Linked DNA regions of Zea mays: region 1 is linked to region 2. The links are chromatin contacts, called in public Hi-C maps. All regions are on one chromosome and are shown on one strand. Each heading gives the region's core, a stretch centred on a gene start, on an enhancer-like site or on the middle of the called end of the contact. The rest is flanking DNA. Distances are from core to core; before and after follow the strand shown. Region 1 holds the start of LOC111591128. Region 2 has its middle 8.3 kb from the start of LOC109944812.

Region 1 (6,751 bases), core at 3,143-5,642, 290 kb before region 2:
GGCGAAAGGCTTAGGTGGCCTCAGTAGGTAATTTTAAGCTGGGGTTAATTAATGTCGACCTGTATGTATGAGAAGGCCGATCTTCTCTTCTCTTGATACAATGCCCCCTTCAAACCAAGATTTGATCTTGCAAATAATCCCTCTGTCTCTAAATAAAATTTGTTTTCGCTTTTAAGTAAATTTATACCATACTTGATGTATGTGTTCTATATATATGTGTCTATTATCATCATGTAGTTGAATATAGATATAAAAACTCTAAAATAAATACTATTTTAGGACGGATGGAGCAGTTAGTTATGGATCAGAACGAGAATCCGAGGATTAGAAGATGCAACATATCATATATATATATTATTTATATTCAACCCGGTGGCTAATTTGCACCGCCGCCGCCGCTGGCTTTGTACACTATATTCATGATCCTAATCTAGAATTGCATCAGGAACGAGCATGTTCCTCATCCCCTGTTCCCAAAACAACACAGGGAAAGCAATATGATCAGAACCCAGATAGAGGGAACGCTTCGCCATCGACGCTCGAGAGGTCGTCACTCGATGATTCAGTCCTCGCGATCTGGTCTGTCTTGCAGGCACCTAGCTCATCGGAGAGCCTTTCGCACAGCTGCTTCAACAGAGTTGAAATTTTAGATGACTGCGTATAGATAGATCTGCATGGGATTTATCTGGCAAAAAGAACGTAGCATTCGGTGCGCATTGTTACCTGTCTATACAACGTAGAGTCTCCGTGGGATTTCCTAAGCTCTACGACATATAATGATGGACCGAGCTCAAACACCTGGAAAAAGATCAAGAATTGTACTGTTAAGGGACGCGTGTGTATTCTTTTCTGCATTGGTTTTGAATAAAAGCAAGGTGTCCTGTGTCATTTTACCTCGGTGCACACCAACAATGATGACGGGTTCCTGGAACACTTGCTATTCTTCAAGACCTTGAGCTGTAAAACACAGCATGACTTCAAGTTCAGTTCAGCTACCCCATCAATTTATATAGGAGTATATATATATATATATATATATATATATATATATATATATATATATATATATATATATATATATATATATATATATATATATATATATATATATGCAATGGTGATTACAATACATGCTTATCTCTACCTTGCCTGCCCCCCTATGGACTTTGAATCCCATCTCCATGACAACGCTCTCGATCTTGTCAAATAGATCCTTGGGTGGGTGCGTCGAAGTGAACCGAATCTTTCTTTGCGCTGCATCCTGCAATGGATCCAGGAACCATAGAATAGAAGTGAGGTGACTTTTCATGCATGTCTCGCTTTTTATGAACATTCAATGAACTGTACAAACAAAACACAAACCTCTTCCTCGAAGAAACCAGAAAGGTCAAGGGAAGAGGCCATCCCGATCAACTGAAAAGCGTTGATAGGAGAACACTTCTCTTGCGCCGGCTCATCGATTGGCTTCAGGAAGAAGAAACCAAAACAGTCAGCTTTAATTAATACAAGAAACCAAAAGAATCGAGTAGTTCCTCCCATTCTCTCTCCTCTCACAGCTTTACACACCTTTATCGAGGGAGCTGGACTAGGAAGGACGTCTTCGTCATCATCGTGCGGAACAGCAGGCACGTAGTCCTTCTTGAACCACTCGTGCTCCCTGATCCCCGCGACGTTGATCCTCTTCATCGGATTCGGTTGGAGGATCCTCTTGAGAAGGTCCTGCGCGGCAGGCGAAAGCCACTTGGGGATCTGACAGTCTCCCTTGAAAATCTGTAACACCCACAGAGCAATCTCAGAGCTTGTGTAGATTTGCTAAAATTCCAGAGCTTGCTTTGTACTGATATATGCCAACCTTCTGATAAAGAACGACGAGGTTCCTGTCGTCGAAGGGAAGGCAGCCAACAAGCATCACGTAGAGGATCACCCCACACGACCAGAGATCTGACAAGGAGCCGTCATAGCCTCTGTTTTGCAGAACCTGGCATGAATTTAGCACAGAATCAGCACAGCCGAGAGGAGAGAAACTGATGAAATGAAACTGCTTGCTGCCGGTTCTTTAAATACCTCAGGAGCTATGTAGTTGGGGCTGCCACATGTTGTGTGCAGAAGTCCGTCACTCTGAAAGGTGTGAAGCGCATGTCGTTTGGTAAATTATGCATACATACAGAGGAATCATCGCATACAGAGCAACCAAACCATGCCATCGTACCCCGAGATGTTGAGGTAGAGCGCTGAGGCCGAAGTCAGAGATCTTGATGGTGCCCTTCCGATCAACAAGGACATTCTCTGGCTGTAACAGACAGAAGAATAAAAGAAGCAAACTGCTGTCACGGACAGAAGAATCAAGCAAAGCCCTAGTTGAGTTTGAGTTCCACGCTGACAAGTATATATGAATGCAAGAGAAGCAACTGAACTGACGGTGAAGGCTACCTTGAGGTCTCGGTGGTAGACACCTCTGTCATGGCAATAGCTGACGCCGTCGATTAGCTGCTGGAAGAGCCTCCTGCCCTCGTGTTCGGACAGTTTCCCCTTGATAGCCTTTTGTGTGTAAAACAGCGCGTTAGAAAACAGGAGCGTTAGAAAGATGAATTTTTACGTGCAAACAAACAGCGCGTTTTGACGACGTGTGGGCTTACGATCTTGTCGAAGAGCTCGCCGCCGTTGACAAACTCAAGCACCATGTAGATCTTCGTTTTACTGGCAGCAACCTGCAGAGAAAAAGGTTGGTCTCAATATCAGTCACCCACACCTCTTTTTTTTTTTTTTTTTTTGCTTCCAGTTGCAAACAAACACGATTCCTATTTACTGTTATTTTCAGCAACTAGGGCCTGAATGAGATACGGGTACAACAGTAATCTTTCCCTGCATCCTTTTTCTTTCCCCGGCCCTCGTCACAATTATTACCCTGCATGCTCAAGGCTTCTTTGGTGGTGGTGGTGGTACTAGGCGTACTCGATGCCAAAGGCTTCTTTAGGTAGGTGCACCAAATCATCAAAAAAAAAAAAAACCCAAACTGCTCGGCGGGTCTCGTCTCTGTGCTCCGGCCTCCGGAACGGCGATTGCTGCTGCTCAGCTTGGGAGCACAGAGACCACCGGTCACACCAAGGCGCACAGAGTTGGTGGCCGCGGCCAGCGGCCCGGGGGGGAGGATAGAGGAGCAGCCAAGGGGGCCCCGCGGAACACGTGTGCGGGGCCCGTGCGACAAGTGTTGCGTCGCGGGCAGGCCCACGCGGTGTGGGGTGACTTGGTGCACCCAGCTCACGACGATGCATGCATAATACTCCAGCAGTACCTGCCTGGCCAGATGTACCGGGACCGTGTGAGGCCGACGTGGCGGGGCCACCAGGAAGCCGGCCACATGGCTCGACGGGTAGCCCAAGAGGCATGCGTACCGCGCGCGGTGGGCCCGCCCCCTTCGTGTGCCGTGTTGCTCTACTGTGCCGAAACGGGAACCGTCCCGGCCGGTGGTCGGTTTCATTTGTACAAGTGGAGACGAGACGGTCACGGACCTGACGCTCCGGATGGGATCGCTTTCGTATCCGGCACACTGCGACTGTGTGAAACTGTGGCCTGAGATGTCTCGCTTGGAATGCATGTGGTTTTCGTCACAGAATCAAAGGACATGACTTTTTTTTCCTTGTTATTATTACTACAAGCAATTTCACAAAAAACCTGGCGAAAAATCGTATCGTTTTCTCGCGATTTTTTTTCCTGAGCGTAATTCCAGGAGCCCGTGAGCCTTCTTCCTTCCTTTTTTTTTCCCCCTTTGGCTTTGGAACCCCGAGAGGCGAAGAGCCCGTGAACTATAGACTCTCGAGTCTCGACAGGCCTCTCTCTCTACTTGCAGGTGCATGTGGCGTGGCGAGGCGAAACCGCTTTATGCCCAGGACAGGGGCTCATATTCCGGTAGCGGCCGGAGTAAAAACTCCGGCGGAGATGCCGTGCGGCGTGGATCGAAGGACCGGACGTCAGCCAAAGCTCCCGCCGGTGTTTTCCGCGTGAACAGCGTTGAGAAGCAAGCGACGAGAGCTAGCAGAGAGAAAAGAGATCCTTTGTTTTGTGTTTGTGTGTGTGTGTGACGAAAGAGTCTCATCCCGGCCGCGCAAGCAAAAACCGCTAATCCTTTGGTTCCAAGTAAAAGCCAGATGGTCCGTTACTTGCAGGACAGTACAACTGGACAGCTAGCCTAATAATCCCTTACGGAGCACAGCAAGTTCATTTTCTAGCGTCATGGAATGGAAGTATACGGGATCGGATCCTATCTTACCAGTCCAGCAGACAAGGGGAATTGGTCCAGCTGGAGCTGGAAGGAGCGAGGAGGAGAAGGATCCAATCCAAGAAGAAATGAAGGAACGATACGAAAGGGGAGGTTTGAAGCAAGTTCGGTGTGCCACGCACCTCGTGCAAGCGGACGACATTCGGGTGCTTGAGCAGCTTGAGCGTCCCGATCTCCCTCCTGATCTGCAAACAGCGCCAGCGCAAAGCGAAATGGACGAAGAAGCCGCCGTCAGCATGCTCGGCGGACCGGACCGGACTGGAATCTGAAACGGCTAGCGCGCGGCGGCGAAACACGTGTGTGGCATGCCCAACCTGGTCGTCGATGCGGAGGGAGAGGATCTTGCTGCGGTCGAGGATCTTGATGGCGAAGTGGCCGCCGCTGGCGATGTGGCGCGCGTACTTCACCTTGCCGAAGTTGCCCTCGCCGAGGGTCCGCCCGATCTCATACCTCCCCAGCAGCGACGCCCGCGTGCACTCCGCGTCCGCCCGCCGCTCGCCGTTCACCATTCACAAACGCGCGGCCGAGAGGGCTCGCTCGTGTGTGACCGGACACGGCCCCGCCTTGCTCCGTCGATCCCTCTTTCTCTCTGTCTGTCTGTCTTCGCAGCTCTGGAATGGATGAGGCAGCAAGGGAGGGAGGTGGAAGGAGAGGGTGGAAGGGGGCGGGGTACTTATAGCTCCTGCCTGCTCTTCTTCTAGCCTCATCACAGTCGTCTACTCGTCTACCCTTCTCCTCTTCCCTTGTCTCTTGTGTGGCAGGCAGCCCTGCCCTTTCGCTTGCTTGCTTGCTTGCGCTCCGTCGCCTCAGCCTCAGATTCCGTGAGATGTAACCCGGATGGGCAACTGGTAAACGCACACGCAAAAGCCTCTGCTCTGTCCACGATTATATTACTATTAAACAAAACAAATGGGACAAATCCACGCGGCCTTGCTGCTGCTACGTCCACCAGGCCTCCGCGTAGCAGCCAGGTCAATGAACGCTCCCCTCAGTTTGATCCTCTTAGCTAGCTCTATGTTCATTGCTGATAACGCGAATCAAATTCACCAGTTCCGCTAGGCAGTCAGAGAGAAATAGCGAGATTGCTTGGCCGAGTGGCTATAAACTCTTGACACAGATATACATACTAGTCGGTTGCCCGTACTGTCCGTAAACTATCCACCAAACAGATCTTAAATTTTTTTATTGATTGTCTTCACTCTTCGCATAATATTTTTTTTATTTGACTAACTGATATTGTTGTTTACTCCATGTCTCCATCTAATATGTCTCGGTACAACACGGCTAATGAAGAGAGCGATTAGAAAAGAGTTCACAACGACTGACTGAACGAACAGAAAATATAGAATGGCATAATTTCACCATATATAGACCAAATAAGATGAAATTTGTGAGCTCAAGTTTCTAAGTCACATGAACTCAAACTTATAAAAAAGATAGATTAAAATATTGAGTGGTTGCTAAAGTCGGGCATCAATAAAAATTGGATGCGCTCTATACAAATTATGGTACTTCGTAGCAATTAGTAACGTTTAAAACAAACAAATAACCTTCCCTTTTATTGTTAGTGTGACAAATCATTGCTGCTCCAACCAATTCAGCAACCTCAAACACCATGGAGTCTATTGTGTCAATATGGTCTTAGAAACGACCTAATGCATGCAAGAGCCAAGAACACAAGGGAGGAGCACCATGTGTAGTGCTCGCATGGATCTCCAAATCCTGACACATATTTTGCAGGATCCATGAGTGTCACACCCGGTTCTAGAAGGCAAACCGAATGCGAACCATGTACGTGCCAGGATCAGTTATTCACGTACACAGCAGTTACATAACATGGACATCATCACACAGTGCTCAAAATAGTATTAAAAGGGGAAAATAGTTGATTACATCATACGTCTGAGACGTCCATATAGTCCTTACAATAAATCAAAGTGCGGAAAAGAAACGTAGATAAACGCGGCCTTCACAGGCAGCCGACTGGGGGTTGCCGCTAACCCACACCTAGAACTCGTCGTAGTCTTGGAACTCCTGGAAGTCTCCTTCCACAGCTTCATCTTCGCCTGAGCAGTGGTTGCAATGCTGACAACCTGGGGATGGGGGGGTTTGGTGTGTAGAGCAAGGGTGAGTACACATCAACATACTCAGCAAGTATCCTGTTTGGCTGTAGTGGACTAGCTTTATGTGGGGGATAAGTCAAGCAGTTGCTTTTAGTTGGTCAGGTTATTATTTACTAATAGAAAGCCAGGTTTTAGCTTTAACCCAAGTTATTAACCCGATGTACCCTTTCCAAACGGAAAGAATACCACTTACCAGCACCATAGTCATAACCAAAACCATCGATCTCATAGCCATCTGTACCATAATGTCTCTGATCAAGTACCACTAATCACTGGAGCTCCCTTGGCCGCTCATAACCGCGAGCACGGCTGATATATCAGTTTTTAAACACTCTGCAGAGGTTGTGCACTT
Region 2 (6,217 bases), core at 2,350-4,849:
AAGTTGTCATAGAAACGCGTCCGAGGGGGTGAATTTCCTCTTTATAACTTGATATGCATGGGTGTAAACCATCAGGCCGGGTTTATGTGGGCAGACCTCACCGGGCTGGTGAACACATATGCGAAATTTAATTATGAAAGGAGAAAAATCTAACCCCTCAGAGTTGCTTCTATGAACTTACTGGGATAGGAAGGGGTACTTCTTCAGCTATAGCAAAGTTGGCATCCCTTGGGTTGGCAAATTTCCATCGCCTTGAGGGGTTCCTCCCTGCTGGGGGAGAGGTTATGGATCCCCTCTTGGTTCAGTACTTTGCCGCAGGATTAGGTCCCAACCCTGGGTTCCCTCCTATGCACGAACCGTTGGCCATAGTACTTGGGCACCTGGTTACGATGTGCATTTCGAGTTGCAACTTGTCACTTGAGTCCGCCGCTTGAGTCCACGTCCTTGCATTATAGTGGCCCCTACATAAACTCATTGAAAGGTTGGAGCCGTGGGGAGTCCAGAAGGGTTTCCGTGGGGAGGCAGGCTTCGGCCCCGTAGGCCAGGTAGCACGGGGCCCCCTGGTGGTCCGTCTAGTTGCCTTCACCGGAATTGGAGTCTCCAGTGAAGACATCCTTCAGGACCCCCTCGGGTGACTGATACCCAAGATCCAGTTCGGCCGCGACCACCTCTTCGTCGTTGGCCTTTTCCTTGCCGGGTCGGTGACGAGGTGGGGATCCATCCCCGGAAGACTGCTCGCGTCGCGCGTTGACACGCTTCACGAGGTCGATGATCTCGCGACATTCTGCGGCGCTGTGGCGACCGTTGGGGTGCACGAGGCATGTGCCGCCGTTACCCCTCGGTGGTCGTGGGCGTTTGCTACGGTCGTCCCGGCCCCCAGTCGCAGTTGCGATGACCAGAGCGGCGGAGTGCGGCTACTCGTTGCCGCGGTTCTTTTTCTTCTTTTTCTTGCCATCCTGAGCGACGGCACCTGAGCCGCCTGCTTGGGCAGCCCTGGTCTGTGGCGCTGAGTGCCATGCACGGCCCTCAGCAGCCCTGGCCGCACACTTGTCGGCCAAAGCAAAAAGAGTGGGCACCGTTTCCATGTCATGCGTGGCCAACTTCTCCAACATATTTCTATCATGTACCCCCTGGCGGAAGGCCATGATGATAGAAGCATCGGAGATACGAGGTATAGTACCTCGCACCTTGGTGAAGCGGGAGATAAATGTCCGGAGAGTTTCTCCGAGCTCTTGCCTTACTGCGTACAGGTGGGCCTCCACGCCGTGTTGCTGGTAAGCACTAGCGAAGTTCGCAACGAACCGCGCGCAGAGCTCTTCCCAGGAGTAGATTGACCCTGGGGCGAGGTTCATGAGCCAAGTCTGGGCTGGTCCAGACAAGGCGACATGAAAATATGTTGCCATCACAGCGGTGTTTCCACCTCCTGCCGTGATGGCGGTGACGTACACCTGCAGGAACTCCGACGGGTTTGTCGTTCCGTCTTACTTTTCTGGGAGGTGCGGCCAGAACATGGGTGGCCATGACGCCATATCGAGATGATCCGCGAGAGCGGCGCAGCCCACGCCGGCCAAGGGAACACCCGCTTGGGACTGGGTGCCCATTGGTCTCTGTGGTGCTACCGCAGTGAAGTCTTGGTCGAGGTTGTGGCCCTCAATGTTTTGGCGGCGCTCGCGCGCCCTCTCCAAAGAGACCAGGGCGTCCTCTCCCGCACGCCTGCGGTTGAGTTCTGCCCGAAGGTCGTTGGTCTATGTGCCCCTCACTGAGGGTGAGCGCACAGACGCCGACGCCTCATGTTGGCGCCGGGATGACCGTGGCCTCGACCTGGTCGAGGTAGAATGTGCCATGCCGAGCAGTCGGTCGACATCGTCCCACCATGGCTTCATGGCCCCTGATGAGGCCGTGGAGCTTGGAGGGTGTCGCAGCAACTCACTGGCTACTGACAATGCTCCCGGGGTCGCCCTCGACGGAGTCCGGGATGTCTGTGCAGTTGTATGCTGTCGTGCGACATGCACAACAGCAGTGTCTGGCATAGGGCAGTTGGGAACCTGTGGTGTGGAAGAAGCAACTTCTTCCTCCACCACGAAATCCACCGTGCTCAACGATTTACACCATCATGCTGAGTGAGAAAACAAGCAAAATCCTAAAGCCTAGCCCCTACCTGGCGCGCCAAATGTCGGGGAGGAAATCTCCGACCGGGTGGCGGAGTGCACCCGTCCTAAATCCTAAGATGAGGAGGGGCCTAAGAGTTTTGCTTGTTGCGAGATGAAGGAATGAACACAAGAACACGCAAGAGTTTAGAGTGGTTTGGGCCACCGGAGCGTTATACCCTACTCCACTGTGTGTTATATTGCTTGAGAGCTTGAGTTGTCTTGGATGACTTGGGTCTAAGCCTAAAGATTGAGCTTGTGTTGTAACGTCGCATGCCTCCCCTTTTATAGCTAAAGGGGGACATGTACAAGAGTATTGAGCCCCGACATGTGGGCCCAGGAACACGGCGGATGTAGCTACTAATACTTGCTGCTGGAGCGATCTTCTTGCGCCCTGACACCCAAGATCTGTATAGCCTCGGCGTGCAGGGGGAAGCTTCTCGTATAAGGGATGAGTACAGTGCACCGCGCAGCACGGGCACACTGTTCCGGCAACGGACTGGACATGTGCGCCGTCTGCAGGGTGGCCCTGGCGCCGCCTGCCAGTGGAATGGATAGGACGCAATAAATGCCGTGGGGGCACATCGCCTGTCAGAAGGGTGACAGGCGGCGTGTCCTCTCCGCAATAAATGCGAGGGCCGCGCGGCCCAGAGCCCTTACGTCATGCTTCGCTCGCTGGCCTACGTCACAGACAATAAGCCATGTGGCAGCATTAGACCCTCGACCGAGTGGGGAGCGGAGGTGCTCCGGATAGAGTCTGGACACGCGTCAATACCGGACCCATGCCTAGGTCACGACACTTCCTTTCCTGGGACCTTGTCATGGGTGGTCCGGAGCTCACTTGGTAGGGTACGAACCCTATCCAACGGCTCTGGGCTGCTTTACTTCGGGGGTCCGGGTTGTGCGTACAGGGGTCCTGTGTCCTCTGGGCCCGATGGCGTTGTCTCCGATAATGCCACCTCAACCGCTCACGAGATACTCCTGGAGCTGTTCTCCGCGCGGCTAAGGGTAGCCGCACAGACATCGTGTCTTCATACCGTAGCAAGGGGTTGCCCTAATCTAGGGTACCGACAGGTCCTTTAAATTTAGAGAACGCTGGTAGATTCTCTATATATGGAGTTTCTCTCTCCTCTACTCTATCCATTTAATACTTTAAACAATAGATTTAACAAAACTAAAATACGTACAAAACATTTGAGAGTATTATACAAATACGTATGTATAAAAAGTAAAAATAAAATATGTCTCTCTTATAGGTATTTATGTATAAAGTACAAGATATAGTGAATGTTGTTAGAGAGGAAGAAGATATAAAGGAGAGAATCTTTTAGAGGAGGTTGTAAAACTTAGATATAGAGGATGAATATAGAGGAAGTTGATGGAGTCACCAAGTCTGGTCTGGACTGGCAATTGGCATGTAGCCGTTGATTTGCAGGTAGCGGGGGGCACGTGCATGCCCGCGTGGGGACATACGCATTTAAACACGTACTATTGTCTCTGGAGCATCAGACCATTATTGTTATCATATATTATTATTGTTACTATACGTTTCACGTGAAAATGACAGCCGCGCGTGCCACACACACATTGCATCATGATACATCGACGATTCTGTTTATGCATTGCTGGAACGAACCCCGCCGGCCGCCAGGCGCTCCAGCCTCCTCCCGGCCCATTATAATCGATCACTTTCCGATATTATTGTTTCGCAAGTTATATTCAAAAGTCGACGTATGTACCGGCGCATCGGACGGCGCCGAACCCTGTCACGGAATTTGGCTTCAACTCTGCTGGGGACTGGGGTCCTGTTGTCCTGTCCTGTGTCTGTGTGTGCACATCGTTCCCTGCAGGTCGGGTCCGAGTTTTGGCTGGGGAGGCCTTCAATACCGAACATACCGTGCAGGTGCAGGCCTCGTCCTCGTGGGACGCGTGCGTGCAGTGCAGCACCAACCGACCGATGTCCTTGCAACCACCGGACCGGACCCACACATGCACACACGATCTCGGCACACACACATGACACATGCACTACCGGGCCATATATCCTGCACGTACCTTCGTTCCCCGGCCGATCACCGTCGTCGATCGCTTTCCTTGCACGAACAAAAGGCTGGCCGTGTTTGGACTAGAGTGTGCAGTCAGTTGACTGCTGGTAGCTGCTTAATTGAACCAACGTGACGAGAGAGAGGGATCGTGCACTCATGACTCATCGACGATCCACTGATTCTCGTTTGGTACACAGAATACAGGCCAGCCGTGTGTAGTGTAGGTTGATCCATCATCAATAATGCATGGACGTCGCTCTCTAGCTAGCACATGGCCTTAGCTGCTTTTTAAGCTTGCATTGTCCGCTACTCCGGTCCCATGCCTGCCGTGATAATTGACCAAGTATTTTGGATATGTTTGCATCCACTAAAAATTAACAGTTAAAATTAATATTAGTGATATGATTGTTACCCCGTTTGTTCCGAATTATAATCTGTCTAGATTAATAACCCAACATAAATAATGTGGCTAGTAAACAAACAACCAAATTATATGTCTAGATTATATAATCTATACCCCGGATTATGATAGCCTCATAATCTTCTCAAGAGGACATTATTTGAGATTATTTTTAGGCAAAAAAAACCCACTACCCATAATTATGGTGTTAAAATTACACCAATTGACATTCTTCTTTTCTCCTCCCAAATCACACGCAACAAGGGCATAGGCAACCAAACAGCTATGTATAGAATATTATTTCGATAAATTATAATCTGGATTAGATAACTCTAATTATAATCTAGATTATATAATCTATAAGATGAAATAAATTTGTTAATTATTAACCGAAGGACTGCTAAGCACTAGTTCTATTAGAGCAACTCCAAGAAGGAGACCTTTGTTGGAGTTGCCCTTTTTGAAGTTCCTTATAATTTCTATGCACATTTAGGTCACTATCTAACTATCTATTAGGTGAACCTAAACAACCTTCTGCAAGGGATGGAACCTAAACATTCGAATTATAGAATTTGGTGCTAACAGGCCATTAATTATGTTGTTAAGCATATTATGAAAAAAAAATTGTATTTTGATGCATTATTTTGTGTCTACAACGAAAAAGTGAAAAATTATCCAAATCTGTATTCGTATTTGGATTCGAAATATATATCATTTGAGGAGATATATGTCAAATTTAAAGTTTATTTTTATATAAATATTAACAAACTCAATGCTAGCAGATTCTATATCATATTCATTCATAATGAAAGAAAAAAAATTAACATTCGAAATATGTTAGCTCATTTTTAGCGCTAAACATTCCCTCGGATAGATGTGGCCTGGCCCCTGCCTTCCCCACTGGCCATCTCTAACATATCTCGTATCCACATCTTCTATCTCATTTATTATTTCAAATTTCATTTTATAAATAATGTCATCTACAGTTTCACGTTCTTTATTCTAAACGATCCAAACCTAATAATGTGTGTGCCGGTATCACAAGAGATGCAACGTCTTTATGTTTTATATGAATATATATACTGTTCCAGATCTCTGGATAATCGGTACGACAATATATATATATAATCGTCTCTACGTGTATTTTTCTGGTTCAGCCGGAATCCTGTCATCGACACCAATAATTCTTGTTATCCGTGACAATGATCAGTACAATAGATACGGCTTATCTCCGGAAGCTAGCTTCACCTAGCCCGCACATGCATGTACACAACACATCACGGCCGGGGCAGCTTGCCAGTCTGTCTATTGGCCTTTACCCAAAAAAAAAAGTGCCGGGATGGGCGCGTTGTGATCTGAGTATCGTATCTTCTTTTTTTATAGGTTTTTCTATATATACATTCAGACTCGCTGCTTTTTGATTCACTGTAGGACCGGTGAGACCAGAGTCCAAGGAACTTTGTACAAAGGGTGCTAGGGATCAATCCAAATTAGGACTAGTTTGGAAAACAAAATCTCCTATGATCCTTGTATTTTTCAGGGTGAGCAATCCCAAGAATATTATTTGTATAAGATATTTAGTTATTTATGGATGGTTTAGGGATGTAAATAGTACGAATATTATC

Evidence for each region. A called contact is a pair of places that touch in the nucleus more often than the background predicts.
Region 1: a contact with region 2 is called in a Hi-C map of endosperm, with 7 times the contacts expected there. The contact joins the promoter of LOC111591128 here to the enhancer-like site in region 2. A contact is called at or near these places in 5 of 25 Hi-C or Micro-C datasets (bundle sheath, endosperm, leaf and 1 more).

The regions. Positions count from the first base shown.
Region 1 is chr3:51,081,233-51,087,983 of Zm-B73-REFERENCE-NAM-5.0, reverse strand. LOC111591128 reads right to left here and starts at 4,392. Exons shown (of 1, transcript XM_023301969.1): 1 at 2,753-4,392. The coding sequence starts at 3,595. The coding sequence ends at 2,822. LOC100037796 (protein kinase-like) reads right to left here and starts at 5,302. Exons shown (of 13, transcript NM_001112497.2): 1 at 4,591-5,302; 2 at 4,399-4,461; 3 at 2,637-2,708; 4 at 2,431-2,538; 5 at 2,210-2,290; 6 at 2,065-2,118; 7 at 1,853-1,978; 8 at 1,567-1,770; 9 at 1,363-1,464; 10 at 1,145-1,261; 11 at 895-957; 12 at 724-798; 13 at 327-624. The coding sequence starts at 4,785. The coding sequence ends at 502.
Region 2 is chr3:50,792,358-50,798,574 of Zm-B73-REFERENCE-NAM-5.0, reverse strand. No RefSeq gene overlaps it. Among protein-coding and RNA genes, the nearest start is that of LOC109944812, 8.3 kb to the right of the region's middle. Within about 2 kb of position 3,599, at least 19 of the 20 cell types and tissues checked have an H3K27ac peak or open chromatin away from gene starts, as enhancers often do. A contact at or near this core is called in bundle sheath, endosperm, leaf and 1 more, where this site is marked.